2 separate regions of the Mus musculus genome follow, and region 1 is linked to region 2. The links are chromatin contacts, called in public Hi-C maps. All regions are on one chromosome and are shown on one strand. The core of a region is the stretch at or near the end of the contact, and the rest is flanking DNA. Distances in the headings are between cores, read along the strand shown.

What was found. Hi-C and Micro-C count contacts between places; a contact is called where the count stands out from the background.
Region 1: a contact with region 2 is called in a Hi-C map of the HPC-7 cell line, with 2.2 times the contacts expected there. The contact joins two enhancer-like sites. A contact is called at or near these places in 5 of 484 Hi-C or Micro-C datasets (ECoMG myeloid progenitors, the HPC-7 cell line, embryonic stem cells and 2 more) and 1 of 115 datasets of contacts at active chromatin or transcription factors (bone marrow-derived dendritic cells).

The regions. Positions count from the first base shown.
Region 1 is chr2:145,506,816-145,513,395 of GRCm38.p6, forward strand. Slc24a3 (solute carrier family 24 (sodium/potassium/calcium exchanger), member 3) reads left to right here. Exons shown (of 17, transcript NM_001356497.1): 4 at 5,939-6,013. It also overlaps the pseudogene Gm11759. Among named protein-coding and RNA genes, the nearest start is that of Gm14092, 45 kb to the right of the region's middle. Within about 2 kb of position 4,091, at least 13 of the 459 cell types and tissues checked have an H3K27ac peak or open chromatin away from gene starts, as enhancers often do. A contact at or near this core is called in the HPC-7 cell line, where this site is marked.
Region 2 is chr2:145,258,237-145,264,687 of GRCm38.p6, forward strand. All of the region lies in intron 2 of Slc24a3 (solute carrier family 24 (sodium/potassium/calcium exchanger), member 3), which reads left to right. Among named protein-coding and RNA genes, the nearest start is that of Gm52529, 27 kb to the right of the region's middle. Within about 2 kb of position 4,130, at least 3 of the 459 cell types and tissues checked have an H3K27ac peak or open chromatin away from gene starts, as enhancers often do. A contact at or near this core is called in the HPC-7 cell line, where this site is marked.

The DNA.
Region 1 (6,580 bases), core at 2,841-5,340, 250 kb after region 2:
AATTCAAAGCAAGAAGAAAAGATGACTTAAATTGCATCTGTGTCTTATTCACATTGACCAAAACAGTGTCGTGCAGCCATAGCTAGTTCTAGGGACACTAGAAAAGATAAAGGCATTATTCAGCACAACATTAGAATTATATTTGCGAGATTAACAAAATGAATGATCTGTTAGACAGCCACCAATGTCAGCCATGTTATAGAACTCAATCCTATGATCTCAGGAAGCCACTGTCTTCAGCTCTCCAAACTAGACCTCAAATCATTCTTATTTGTCAAATGACAGTGACTCATTAAATCTTAGAGCTTCTACCTACCAGGTCATCTAGCTTTGAGTTGGTACCTTGATGCAATACTATTAAATTAATGAACAAAGAACGCTTTAAAGACTAAAGTTTGGGAACTAAACCATCAACCAGAGTGCACATGAAGAGACCCATGGCTCCAGCAACATATATAGCAGAGGATGGCCTTGTCAGACATCAATGGGAGGAGAGGTATTGGTCCTGGGAAGGCTTGATGCCCCAGTGTAGAGGAATGCCAGGGTGGGGAAACAGGAGTGGGTAAGTGGGTGGGTGAGCACCATCATAGAAGCAGGGGTAAGGAGGTTGGGATAGGGGGCTTCTGGAGGGGAAGCCAGGAAAGGGGATAACATTTGAAATGTAAACAAATAAAATACCCAATAAAATTCAATAGAAAAATAATAATAATTTTTAAAAAACTAAAGTTTGACATTCTTGGCACAAATTCACTTCTTAGCAGTCTCTGAGTAGTATATTCTTTTAGCAAATGAAGTGTACATCAGTAGAAACGAATGGGTGTGGTTCTCCCTGTCCTTGGAAGTTCTTCTGTGTCATTTTGTCACTTAAGAAGTTTGAAAGTCTGCCTTCTGGGTAATCAGTCACTGTGACTATCTCTGTTACCTTTTCTGTGTCTCAATTGCCACATACAAAAACAGTCACTTGACTCAAATGTCCTTGGGTTTCCTTGATTTGTTGAACTTGGGTTGGGCTTGGCCAGTTGCAGCTGCTCTATACTGGAGAGTTATCTTTTTGTCTCCTGATCTCTGACAGGCTTGGCAGGAATTAGTAGAGTGAAGGGCGCTGCTGCCTGTGTCTTTTCCTCCAGCGGGCTGGCTTGGCCATGTCCCCAGAACATGGCCACTGTTGCAACAGTAAGAATGGATTGTGAGATGTGTCCCTTCCCCCAGGCACCTTTGCCCATTTTTTTCCCACATGCTCCCAAAACAATATGGTAGGCCAACTGCATGGACACTGATTAGTCCCACACTGGAGGCTTCATAAAGTGAGAAGAGTCACTTGAATTTACACAGTGAGAGTCAATGTGCCCCTTCAACTTTCTGGGTATCCTCCCATGTTACAGAAATTTTCTGCTAGATACCAGCAATGATACTGGCTGGGCCGGGACTGTCCAGGTCACAGAAGTCATTCTGTGCCAGCCTGGCCTGAAACATGGAAGATATAAATACTTGGTGGATGTTGCTGCCATTCAGGAAAAGGGAGTCTAGATTCATAAACAAAACCCATTCATATTTCCGACTATGAACAAACAATGCTATGTGCATGTTCCTAATCTGACAGCTCTCCTAAGCTCCAGAGAAGAGAAGAACCCCGTGATCTTCAGATTTAAGCCAAAGCTCCAGAGATGACCTGCCCCTTCTCTCCATATGCCCATCATCTCCACCCCAGGCCTCACATTGACTTGTTCAGATTTCATATCTGTCTTGTATTTTACAGAAAACCTTTAAAAAGAAAAAGGCATGAAAGAGTATCATCAACCCTGACAGATGGCCCTAAAGTGGATGGCTAGGACTCATGTTCCTCTCTCCCCAAGGTTGGAAGAGACAGAAAAGCAGAAGGCAAGCTTTAAATCAGAGGTACCGCCAATGAGACCAGACCTGTGTAGAGGGAATTGGGCTCAGAGAAGGGTGGAGAAGGACCTGAGGTTCAATCTAAGCCTCGCCAGTTTCTTGTCGTATCTCCCTGCATTGTCTGAGAAATGAACTCAAGGACTGCTTGCCTCCCACAAGTACCAGAAGAACTAAGAGAGACAGTTCTGTAAAGGACCTGGGGTAGGATCTCAAACAGGGGCAAATGTTATTATTCTCCTCTTCAATGATATGCTCTATCCTTTGGAAACGTAGGACAGTACAAATGAATCCGAAAGTGCCTTAGCCTTCTGCAAAGATTCCTGCCAGCTGTATGAAAAGCCCTATAGATATTCCACCTCCTGTAAGAGTCTTGCACCATCTGCACTTTGATCCTTTGTTTTGGGTCCTTTGTTCTCTTAGGACACTTTATTTTCTTGGTGGGAACCTGCTTTTCCATGAGTCTCATGGGAGAGATCTACAGAGGATTGTAGTCATAGAAGCAGCCTCTTCTTCACTCCTGCTCTGCAGATGCCTTAAAGTGCCCTACAGCAGGCAAGGCGCCTCCACATATCTCACAGGCTTCATAGCATCCCCTAATGTGCTTTGTTATAGGATGTTTGATTGACAGTGTCTATGCCCACCTCACCTCCCCTGTCTCATGAACCAAAATCAGTATGGTTTCCACAGTTACTACCCTAGAAAGCACAGAGAGCTTGGCAGATCTGTTCAGTTCTTATCCCAGCTCAGTGTTAGAGTATTGGATAGAGGTTCTGGTCATGCAATAAGATCAATACTTAATATGGGGACACGCTCTTACTGAGAGGGTGCGTGAACTTCCAAGCAGTGCCAGCTGCTCCAATGAGCTGCCTATGTCAGTGATGGACAGCTTATTTAGGTCTTGGTTAATCCACAGATGTGTTGCTCTGTATTTCAATTACTTAATTTGGATGTCCTTTCAAGGATAATGTTAAAACCTGCATGTCATTGGATCAGCCAAGTTATACAGCAAAAGAGGGTTTGAGTCTATTACAGTTTGGGGAGGTATTTCTGGCTGATCCACAGAGCTGTATAATAAAGCATGAATTTTTTTATTTGACATATTCAAAACTGCTATGGGCAAATGATTTTGTATAGATTGTATCAAGCAATAAAAAAATTATTTTAGAGCCTTTTCTGGGTGCTACTTTTCCTGGCTTCTCAGAGGTCAGTCAAGTATAAAAAAAAATCACCTTTAAAATTTCCTACTACCAATATAAATCACACATGACATGCAAATTTAGGGTTAAAGGGAAAAAGATGGCTTATGATTATAAGATAGGCAGATTCATTCTGGTTAAGAAATATGGCTATTACTTTGACAGCATGACAAACTCATATGCAAATGTTCTTATGTGTGTGAGTCAGTCCACACACACACCTAAACAAAATGACAAAAGAGAGACTAATTTTTTTTTTAGTTTCTTCTTTTTATTAACGCATACACAACTACTTGTCTTCTGGTTTGTTGAAGCAGTAAGTCAGACAACACTTGCCACAGTAATGCCTGTCCAAGTGGCTTCCCATGAAAACTCCAGCACCACACTCATCAGAAGGACACTCGAAGTCAGCTAATTTTGCCATTTTGATCCACCTTACAGTATTTCAGCACAGCTAACTTAACCTTCTTCCTCTTATGCTTGTTCTTCTTGGGAGTGGTGTAAGACTTCTTCTTCCTTCTCTTAGCACCACCCCAAAGTCTCAACACCAGATGAAGGGTGGACTCCTTTTGAATGTTGTAGTCAGACAAAGTCCGGCCATCTTCCGGAGGCTTACCAGCAAAGATCAGCCTCTGCTGATCAGGAGGAATTCCTTCCTTATCCTGGGTCTTGACCTTTACATTTTCTATAGTGTCCCAGGGTTCAACCTCGAGCGTGATGGTTTTCCCCGTAAGGGTCTTCACAAAAATCTGCATCATGGCGGCTCCACCCACGATGGCAGATCAGAAAAGAGAGAGACTAATTTTTAATGTTTTCATCGACTAGTGTAGTGCAGATATATTTTCTTATCACTAAATAAATACCTATCCACACAAGCTCTCTTGACAGCATTGCAAGGAACGATGAGTCACAGCTGATCTAACGATCCCCTGTGGTGTACGTTGGTAGGTTTTGATAATTTAGCATAGTCTGCAGTTTGGAACACTTCCTCTTTGTGCTTTTGTGTCACAGTTCCACAAAATGGAGTGTTACATTGTACTTGACACTCTCCCTGTCCTGTGGGAGTGAAGGACCACATACACATGGAAAAAAGTCAAGTGCATACAAGGGAAGCCAGGGGACAAAATTAGTGCCCTGGCCAAGAGTCAAAAGCCTGAGATCATTTCCAGCTAGGACTGTAGCACAGACCTCAGGAAAGAAAGCTGAAAGCAACAGAAACTCCACTAAGGCTAAGTGCAAAAGGCAGAGTGTTGGCTCAGGAAACTGGAATGCTCACTTGGTTTCAACCTGAGCTGAGAGCAGTGTTCACATGATGTTGGTGCGTGCATGCATACGTGTGTGTGTGTGTGTGTGTGTGTGTGCGCGCGCGCGTGTGTGTGTGTATGGGTGTGGGGGGTGTGCACGTGTGTGTGCACGGGTGTGCACATGTACCTGTTGTTCCTGTTGGTTCAGCTTCTTAATGTAGTAACACCATTATCAGGCTCTCTATATATGGCTGCTATCTCTGGTAGCTACAGGCTTGAGGGGTATTTATATTCTATAAATCACTGCCTGGCCTTCCTACCCACTGATCACTTTGTGACAAGAAATGGCATGTTCTGGTTTCTGGCCTGGGTCTTATGCTGTGTGCCCTCTGTGACTGGGGGCCAATGCTGTGAAATAGTAATCAGTGAGAAAACATGATAAAAGACAGTAATAAATATACTAGTGGGAATTCTGGAGATTGAGCCGGTACTGGAAAACACTTTAGGTTACAAATACTAGAATATTCCGAATCAAACTGCCCCAGCAATGCTGCTGGTATACTCTGGAGTCCAGAGGTATTGTGGGTTCTAATACTATATGATCTGTGGCTCCATGATGACACTCTAAGTCTAAGGATGCCACGCTTCTCCACAGCTAGCAACAGAGGGTGAGAAACATCTCTCTTTGAAAAGTTGGTAACTCTTTCTTTTTATCTGATTGGGTCTAAGTCATGTGCCTACCTCTGAACCAATAGACATCTCCACTAGGAATACTGAACACCTATTGTAATCCATATGTAATCCTGGAGAAGAGGTAAGACACATTCTACCAAAGGCACTGTGAATATGGGAAGGTGCTGGGGTCCCCTGAAGAAGTGAGAGGTGTGTGATGGGTGGTCACTCAACACTGGATCCAAAAAAAAAAAAAAAGGTCAATCTCTGAGATGATACCTCAAATAAAGGAAAGGATGATCTCTGACTAGAAGGTGAAATTCTAGGAATGCCCTAGTGATAGTTGACCCCGATGTGGAAGCACATTTGCTATCTTGCAGGAACCAGGTAGTAAGCTCAGCTACTGGTACTTTCAGGCCAGCCATGGGATGGAGGATGTAACAGTAATTACAAGAGGAAGTTCATGTCTTCATGAAATTCTGGTGATGGAAACTGACAACAGGCTGATGGAGTTAACCTATAACCTACCCCCCCCCAAAAAAAAAAGGCAAGATGAGGGGATACAGAAGGAAAGGTGATCAGGGAGTCAGGCTGGCATTTGCAAAGCATGGTGGAGTGAAACAATGGTATATCAGAGAAGATATATTCTTCAGTAGCTCTGGGTAGAAGAAATGAGTGCAAATGCCCTGAGGCAGGTGTCCATGGTTCTCTTGGCATCTCAGAAGGGGGACAAGAGACAATTTGGAGGTAGTGAGGTAAAAGGAGAAGCTAAAGCAAGGCTACAGTTCTTTCAGGAACTGCAAAGACTTTGTACTTACTCTGAATAAGAAGCTAAGTTTATGATAAGAGAAGATATGAATTGAAGGAAAAGATGATCAAACCCTTTGCCCTTGGCTCTCCCTGACTCTTAATGCTTTCTCCTCTGCTCTCTTTCAGGCCATGTACATGTTCTATGCGCTGGCCATTGTGTGCGATGACTTCTTCGTCCCATCCTTGGAAAAGATCTGTGAGGTATGCACAGGTATATTCCCAGTGTGCCTGAGAGAGGCCTGGGATGGGGACTCTGGTCTGGCATGTTATAGTCCCATCTCCAAGATCCTGGAGAGTCGTAGATGTTAAGCACCTGAGTGCCTGAGAAAGGACAGTATTGGCTCAGTCTGCTTAACACTTCAGAGCGTGGTGGATGGCTAGGAATTAACCCCCCTCACCAGCTCTCCCGACTGCATCCATCATTACTGCTAGTGCTACAGTCTTCTCTGCATATCCGTGGGAATAGTTCCAGACTGTTCACCAGAAACATAGTTTGTGGACACTCTAGCATGTGAAGTGCATGGAGAAAGGGGCAGTATTTGCAAACAACCCACATAGATCCTCCTATATCCTTCATCACCATGACATAAATCCTGTGGAGACAGATGCTATACTCTGTTGCTTAGGGAATAATGACAAGACCAAAGCTGTGTGTTCCTTGTAGGTAAATTGTTTTTCAAATAACCCTGGTTCCCTGTGTGTTAAACCCACAGTCAGCACCCCAGGCCTGGAGCGTCATCTCTATGTTGGGCTCTATCCCTCTCCCGC
Region 2 (6,451 bases), core at 2,880-5,379:
TGGAGGACAGGAGAGTATGTCAGATCCCCTGGAGCTGTAGTTACAGGTGTTTATGAGAAAACCAATGTGGGTGCTGGATACTGGACTAAGGTCTTCAGTACATGCTCTTAGTCTCTAAGTCATAACTACAGCCCCACTAACTTGACTTCCATAACAAAATCCTGGGGCCTTAGAAAGCAGAGGCTCTAGTATCCCTTCCGATTTTTCAGTTCTTTCCCTCTATGAACCCATGCTGAGGCCTTTACACTGTCTTCTTCTCTGACATCACCTTGTGTTCAGTCTACAACTGGCCGGCTCCACTGGCTCAAAGTGAGGAAGGAAATCTGCAAAGGCAGAAGCTACCATCAAGGGATTAATGAGCAACTCCCAGGCAGGGCACACGTTTGCAGTGGTTTGATCACTCTACAAATACATTAGAGTCATAAATTCTCAAGGCTCACAGATGTAAAATATCCCTGTGGCTCTGTAGCCTAGATGATGCTGGAGTAACCTTTGTAGCATCATCCTGAGACACTGTACCTTCATGTCCTTGGATACCGGTAGAGACAGGAAGTTCATGCTTTACCTCTTTGCTAAGGCCACTTCTTGCCCATCACCTGGGGTTGTTAATATCATCCTTTTGAAGAGCCAACATTAGTTAGTTGCCTCTGTGTCATTTTGAGTTTGTATAGTACATCTTAAGCCTTCCCCACTTATATTTCTTTTAAGTCAGTCATCAACATCAATTTCTTCATCTTTTGGGCTTCCCTCATTTTTGTCCTCCAGCCACCTTTTACTGTGACATGGTTTGGAAAGCCCCACCCCTAAATACCATTTCCTTCCTACCCACCTTCTACCCTCAACACCATCACCTTCCTGGTCACCTTCTGGCTCAAAGGTCCAAATGTTCATGTTCTTCTCAGTCCTTAAACACCAGCCTGCTGCTGTGTTTGAACAGCATGTGAAGAATTGGAAACTGATGGAGCCCAGGAACAGTTCTTAGATACAGTTGTTTCAGATGCACACTCTGCATTCTTGTGGTACCCCAGCCCACGGGTTCTGTCCAAGGATGAGGAAGGGGACCAGCCACTTCTCAAGTGCCTCCTTAAAGCACAGGCTGTGCTAATTATCCTGCCTACAGGGGGTTCTTAATTCTGGTACCGTGCTCAGAGTCTCACACTCCAATAGCACCTGCGGAGAGGTAGGCAGTGCTGGTCTTACAACCCAGTCATCCCTAAAGTACTCCTTTCCAACACCTTGCCCCATGCTTAGCTGTGCCAGGGAACGTCTTAGACAGATGCATCATTTCTCCAAGTCCTGACCTTTCCCAGTGGCCGGTAAGACCTGGACCGGGCTGCTTTGCTCAGCGTCACATCCTCAGGATATAGATTTTACCAGTCAATGTGGAAAGAATACTTTGCAGAGTGAACTGTCGTGTCAGTGAATCTGTGACATTGCTGTGTGGCAGTTTTTCTTTTTTTAATTGAAGCAAAAAAAAAAAAACCCACTAGTGAAATATAACAAACTTCCAGGCCTTTACTCTCAGAATTAATACATTTGGACATTTAATAGAGCCTTGGGACTGGAAGTGATTCTGACCTTAGGTCATTTGGTGAATATTTGCATATACAAAATGAAGTATCCTGGAGTTGGAGACCACAGCTAAAGGTGCAGTTCATTCATGTTCATATGCAGGTTTTGATCATGTCTGAAGGTAATTTCATATAATGTTTTAAATCATATGTGCATGAAACAAAGTTATGTTCATTGAGCCATCAGAGGTCAGGTATTGAATCTCTTTGTGGCTTTATATCCTCTGCTATTCAGAAAGCTTTGGGGTTTGGATTTATAGATTGGTCTCTGTGTTTGATCTTTTTCTACTTTCAAGAAACAAAATCCTTTAGTCTAAATTTTTATCCTTTATATTTAATTGCCCAGATCTTTGACCTTAAGAAGAAACCATCCTCTGGTTTTGAAGGCATCTAGCTTGTATTTAGTATATTCTAACCTCATGTGAATGTATGCATAGGTGACAACTGATTTTGATGTTATTTTCAAATTAATGTAAATGATATCTTGCTCCATTAACATTAACATGCTGTGGTTCTCCCCTCGGGTTAGAGCAGAGCTCTATGTATAGACTCTGGCTCATTTTTTCCTGATATATATCTTATTTACATGTAGCCCAGCAATCCATATGAGGGTTAGTTTTAGTTTCTGTTCTTATCTATGGGCATTAATATTCTCACCATCATATCTCACCATTTTTAAGTGAGGAGATTTAGACCAAACAGGTAAACAACCTATGTAAGGTCTGAATATAGCTGTGCAGCCAGAGAATAAGTCCACCCTTTTCATTTTAGGCTGGTGGTCTTTCTCACTATTAACAAGATCACCCTCCAGAGGATAATACAAGTAAAAGTGTGGTCCCTACATCGGCTGAAAGTTATGGGAAGGGAGATGAATCCTTTCAGACCTGAGTGTAAATATGCTGTCAAAAGGTTGTTCCTGTGTGTTAGCAGGGGCTGTTTGTTGTGTCAAGTTCCCCTTTTGTGTTGTCACCACTAGATATGGACAGCATTGTCACCAATCCTCTGACCTGGTAACTACTAGAAGAATACCCACTCCTGACTTCCTGCATACACAAAAACTTGAGAACTCCATTCACCAGGACATCTAGTACTTCATAGAAGTACAGATAGCTGTGAGGAACAGTATCTCCAAACTCCTTCAAGATGCAGCCATTGATGTCTTTAGTTAGCATCTATTTTGTTTCTCATTTAAACTGAATACAATGCCTTACTGAGCAAAAGCTTTTTAAAAAGATTTATTTATTTATTTATTTATTTTATGTATATGAGTACACTGTAGCTGTCTTCAGACACATCAGAAGAGGGCATCAGATCCCATTACAGATGGTTGTGAGCCCCCTTGTGGTTGCTGGGAATTGAACTCAGGACCTCTGGAAGAGCAATCAGTGCTCTTAACTGCTGAGCCATCTCTCTTGTCCTGAGCAGAGTTTTAAAATCAGTTATGACCAAAAGGGATCAATCATATCTTCCCTTATTTCTCTTTAAAATTCAGCACTTAAAAATAGCCAAGGTTTATAAGTTTCTCAGAAGGTGTCCTGTAACATTAACGATGCCTTTTACTTTCCCAAGGCATAGGATGGTTGGAATGTTCTTCAAACCACCTGACTCTGTTCCATTTCATTGAAAGACCTATGGGTAGCTTGTGTTCCTAAGCTGATGAGCTAAGCAAGATGTGGTGGTGCAGGCTTGTCATTCCACCTGCTCTGGAGGCAGAGTTCATGAGTTTGAGGCCAGCCTGGTCTCAAAAGTGAAATTTCCCGTATATCATGCTGACTCTTTTACTGGGAAGTTTGTCTTAAGATCTCTCTACAGGCACCCTGTCAAAACCTCCTCTCTAATTCTCTATTCATGACTTGGTAGGCCTTTTCATAAAGAAGTTCATTAGGATGGTGTAAGCTATGGCCCTCCACACTGTGAGCTCACTTCCTGTTACATGAGGTTGTCACAAGGAGGATGCTATCACCTGTGAGCCTGTTACATCATGTGTGGATAGTAATTGTTAGCCATTGCTAGGGTAGTCATTTCACTAGAGACCTGAATGAAGGGCGACCATCCTTCCCTGCCTTGACTGAATTGTGTCCTGCATTAATAAAGCTGTGGCAATTTTATTTTCCCATTCTTCTGGAATTTGGCTTCTTTGGGGTCTTTAAGGACACCATAGAGAGGACTAGTCCCCGCCCCTGGTACTGTAGGATTTTTTGGTAACATAGGAGACAGAAATCCCATTCATTCCCTAAGAACCTCTCTGCCATAGTTCTACTGGGCTCTACCATCCAGCTGCCCTCAATGGTCCAAGGAATTTCGTGTGCCCTGAAAGAGCTAAGAAAGGAGACAGTGAGGTTCCAAGATGTCCATTCTTGTGTTTTCTGTTCTTGAAAGAAAATGAGAGTGAAAATCCCTTAAAGTTAATGACAAAGCAATTTACAAGGGAGGAACTGTGTCAGGAAAAACTTGCCACCAAACAACAAATTGAGTGGAGCGTTTGGAGTAAGATGGGCTATGAGGGAAGGAAGTGATGGGAGTTTGTTGTGGGCATCCTAACTGTCTGGCTGAGTAGATAATTCACACACCACAAACAAACCTGGGCTGGAATGATTTGGCCCCATCTGTCTTTTAAGAGCTTATTTTTACCTCTTAATTTTTTTTTTAAAGCAAAGTGGTAGTTGTGCTTCTAAGTTTACTTCTAGTTGGCTGCCTGTAATTGTTTGTTCACATATGATGTATGTGGGTTGTTAGCAGCTTTCTGCTGAAGATCGATCAGGGGCTATCACATCCCTGGAGAAGCATAATCCCTTGGGCTCCATTGAGTTGGTAACTCTCAAAAGTCACATTTCTTTCTTCAGAATTGTGGTCTTTTCCCAGAGGTAGGTTTTCAGTTGTTTTCTTTTTTGCTTTCACCTTTACTTTTCTCTTTTCAGGGCTTCCTGGTGTTCTCAGTTTTTCTAGGAGAAATGAGAATATTACAGTCTAGCCATGTCCATGAGAACACTTGATTAAATGATAGTTTTTGTTAACTACTTCTGAAACTCTTACTTGTGTTAGTCAGTTTTCTGCTATTATGACAAAGTATCTGAGATAATCAGCTTATAAGAAAGTCAGGACTGGAGAGATTGCTCAGTGTTTAAGAGCACTGGCTGTCTTCCAGAGGACCTGAGTTCAATTCCCAGTAACCACATGGTGGCTCACAACCATCTCAGCACTCACTATGTGTGGGGCTGGTACATAAACCACTTAGAGAGTAAAGGGTTTGTGGAAAGTGGCGACACCTGTTAAAGACTGGGTGCAGTGCTAAATCTTGGGGTGCTGCTCTTCCAGGAACCCCATTCTTTGTCTTATTTTTTTCATTTTTTTATTCTTGTAAGAATTGTGTATATGAGTACTGTATTTACATCATTTTTACTCTTCCTCCCTACCCCTTCAACTCTTCCCACCCCCCTTGACTTGTTCTCAAATCTATAACCTCTTCAATTATTATTGTTTTACACACACACACACACACACACACACACACACAGAGAGAGAGAGAGAGAGAGAGAGAGAGAGAGAGAGAGAGAGAGAGATATCATCTATAGTGTCCATTTAGTGTTGCTCATGTGCAAATGTGTTTAGGAATGGCTATTTGAGGATGGATAGCCTACCTACCTGGGGATCCATTCCTGGAGAAAACGAATTGTCTGTCTTTTGGCAATCATTGTTTGCCTTTAGCTCTTCATCAATGGGTCTACTTTAGGTGACCATTCTGTTAAGATTTCAATGGGGGCAGCTTCCCTGTTATGTATAGAAGATATCTAGCAGAGGACATTCTGGTCCTTGGGCTCTTATACTGTTGTTTCTCCCCTTCTTCCATGATGTTACTTGAGTCTTGTGTATAGGCATTGCATTGCAGGTTCCAGTTGGGATTGGGTACTCCCTGTTCACTTGTTCTCTGCATTTTGACCAGTCAATGACCTCTTCAAATAGTCACTATCTGCTTCTAGAAGAAGCTTCTTTGATAAGGGGCAAGAGCTACACTTATATATGTGTATAAGGATAAATATTTAGTATACAGCTAGGAATTATTTGAGTTCTAGAAAATAACAGTAGTAGGTTCTTCTCTAGGTCCCATAGCCTATCCAACCAATGGTAGTTGCCTAGGTTTACAATAACAGGCATGAATTACATCCTAATGAGTAGGCTTTTAAGTCCAATCAGATACCCTTTGGTTCCCCACGAGATATAAATTCCACTACTGCACTAGTGGAAATATCTTGCAGGACCAGGCATTGTCATGATTCTTAGGCTTTACAGTGGGGTAGGGTATTGATTGATTTTCTCTGTTTGCAGTTTATCTATCACATTCAGATACATTGAAAGGCAGTCCTCAGGAAAGAGACTGATAAAATAGCTGGGAGCTCATTTCTTCCAAGACTTATATTTGTAGTCTTTAGCAATAGGATTTACTTTCAAGTTTTGGGAGACAACTGAGTACACTGGAAATAGCCTATATTGTTTTGGGGTCATTTGGACCCCTTTATGGTCCTTACTCTAGATAGATGTACTAATATAGCTTGAGTCTCACAGGACACTGCATAGCAGCTGTGCCCATGAGGTGTTTCCTGAGAACCCTTGACTGACCTTTCTTCTTACAGCTGAGGCTTCCAAGGACTAGAAGAAGTTTGAACCTCTGATGAAGGTGTTGGTTGAAATGAAGTGTAGGCCATAGTAAAGTCGAGGAGAAGAATTGAAAGAACATTTTGGCACGGAAACTACATTCATGTGACTAGATTTGGCACTACCTTGTCCATGACTCAGTTAGATGGTTTTCCAGTTTTCCAGTGAGGTTACTCTAAAGAAAAAATTTATAATTGTGCCTCTTATTAAATAGTACCTAAAATACTTCA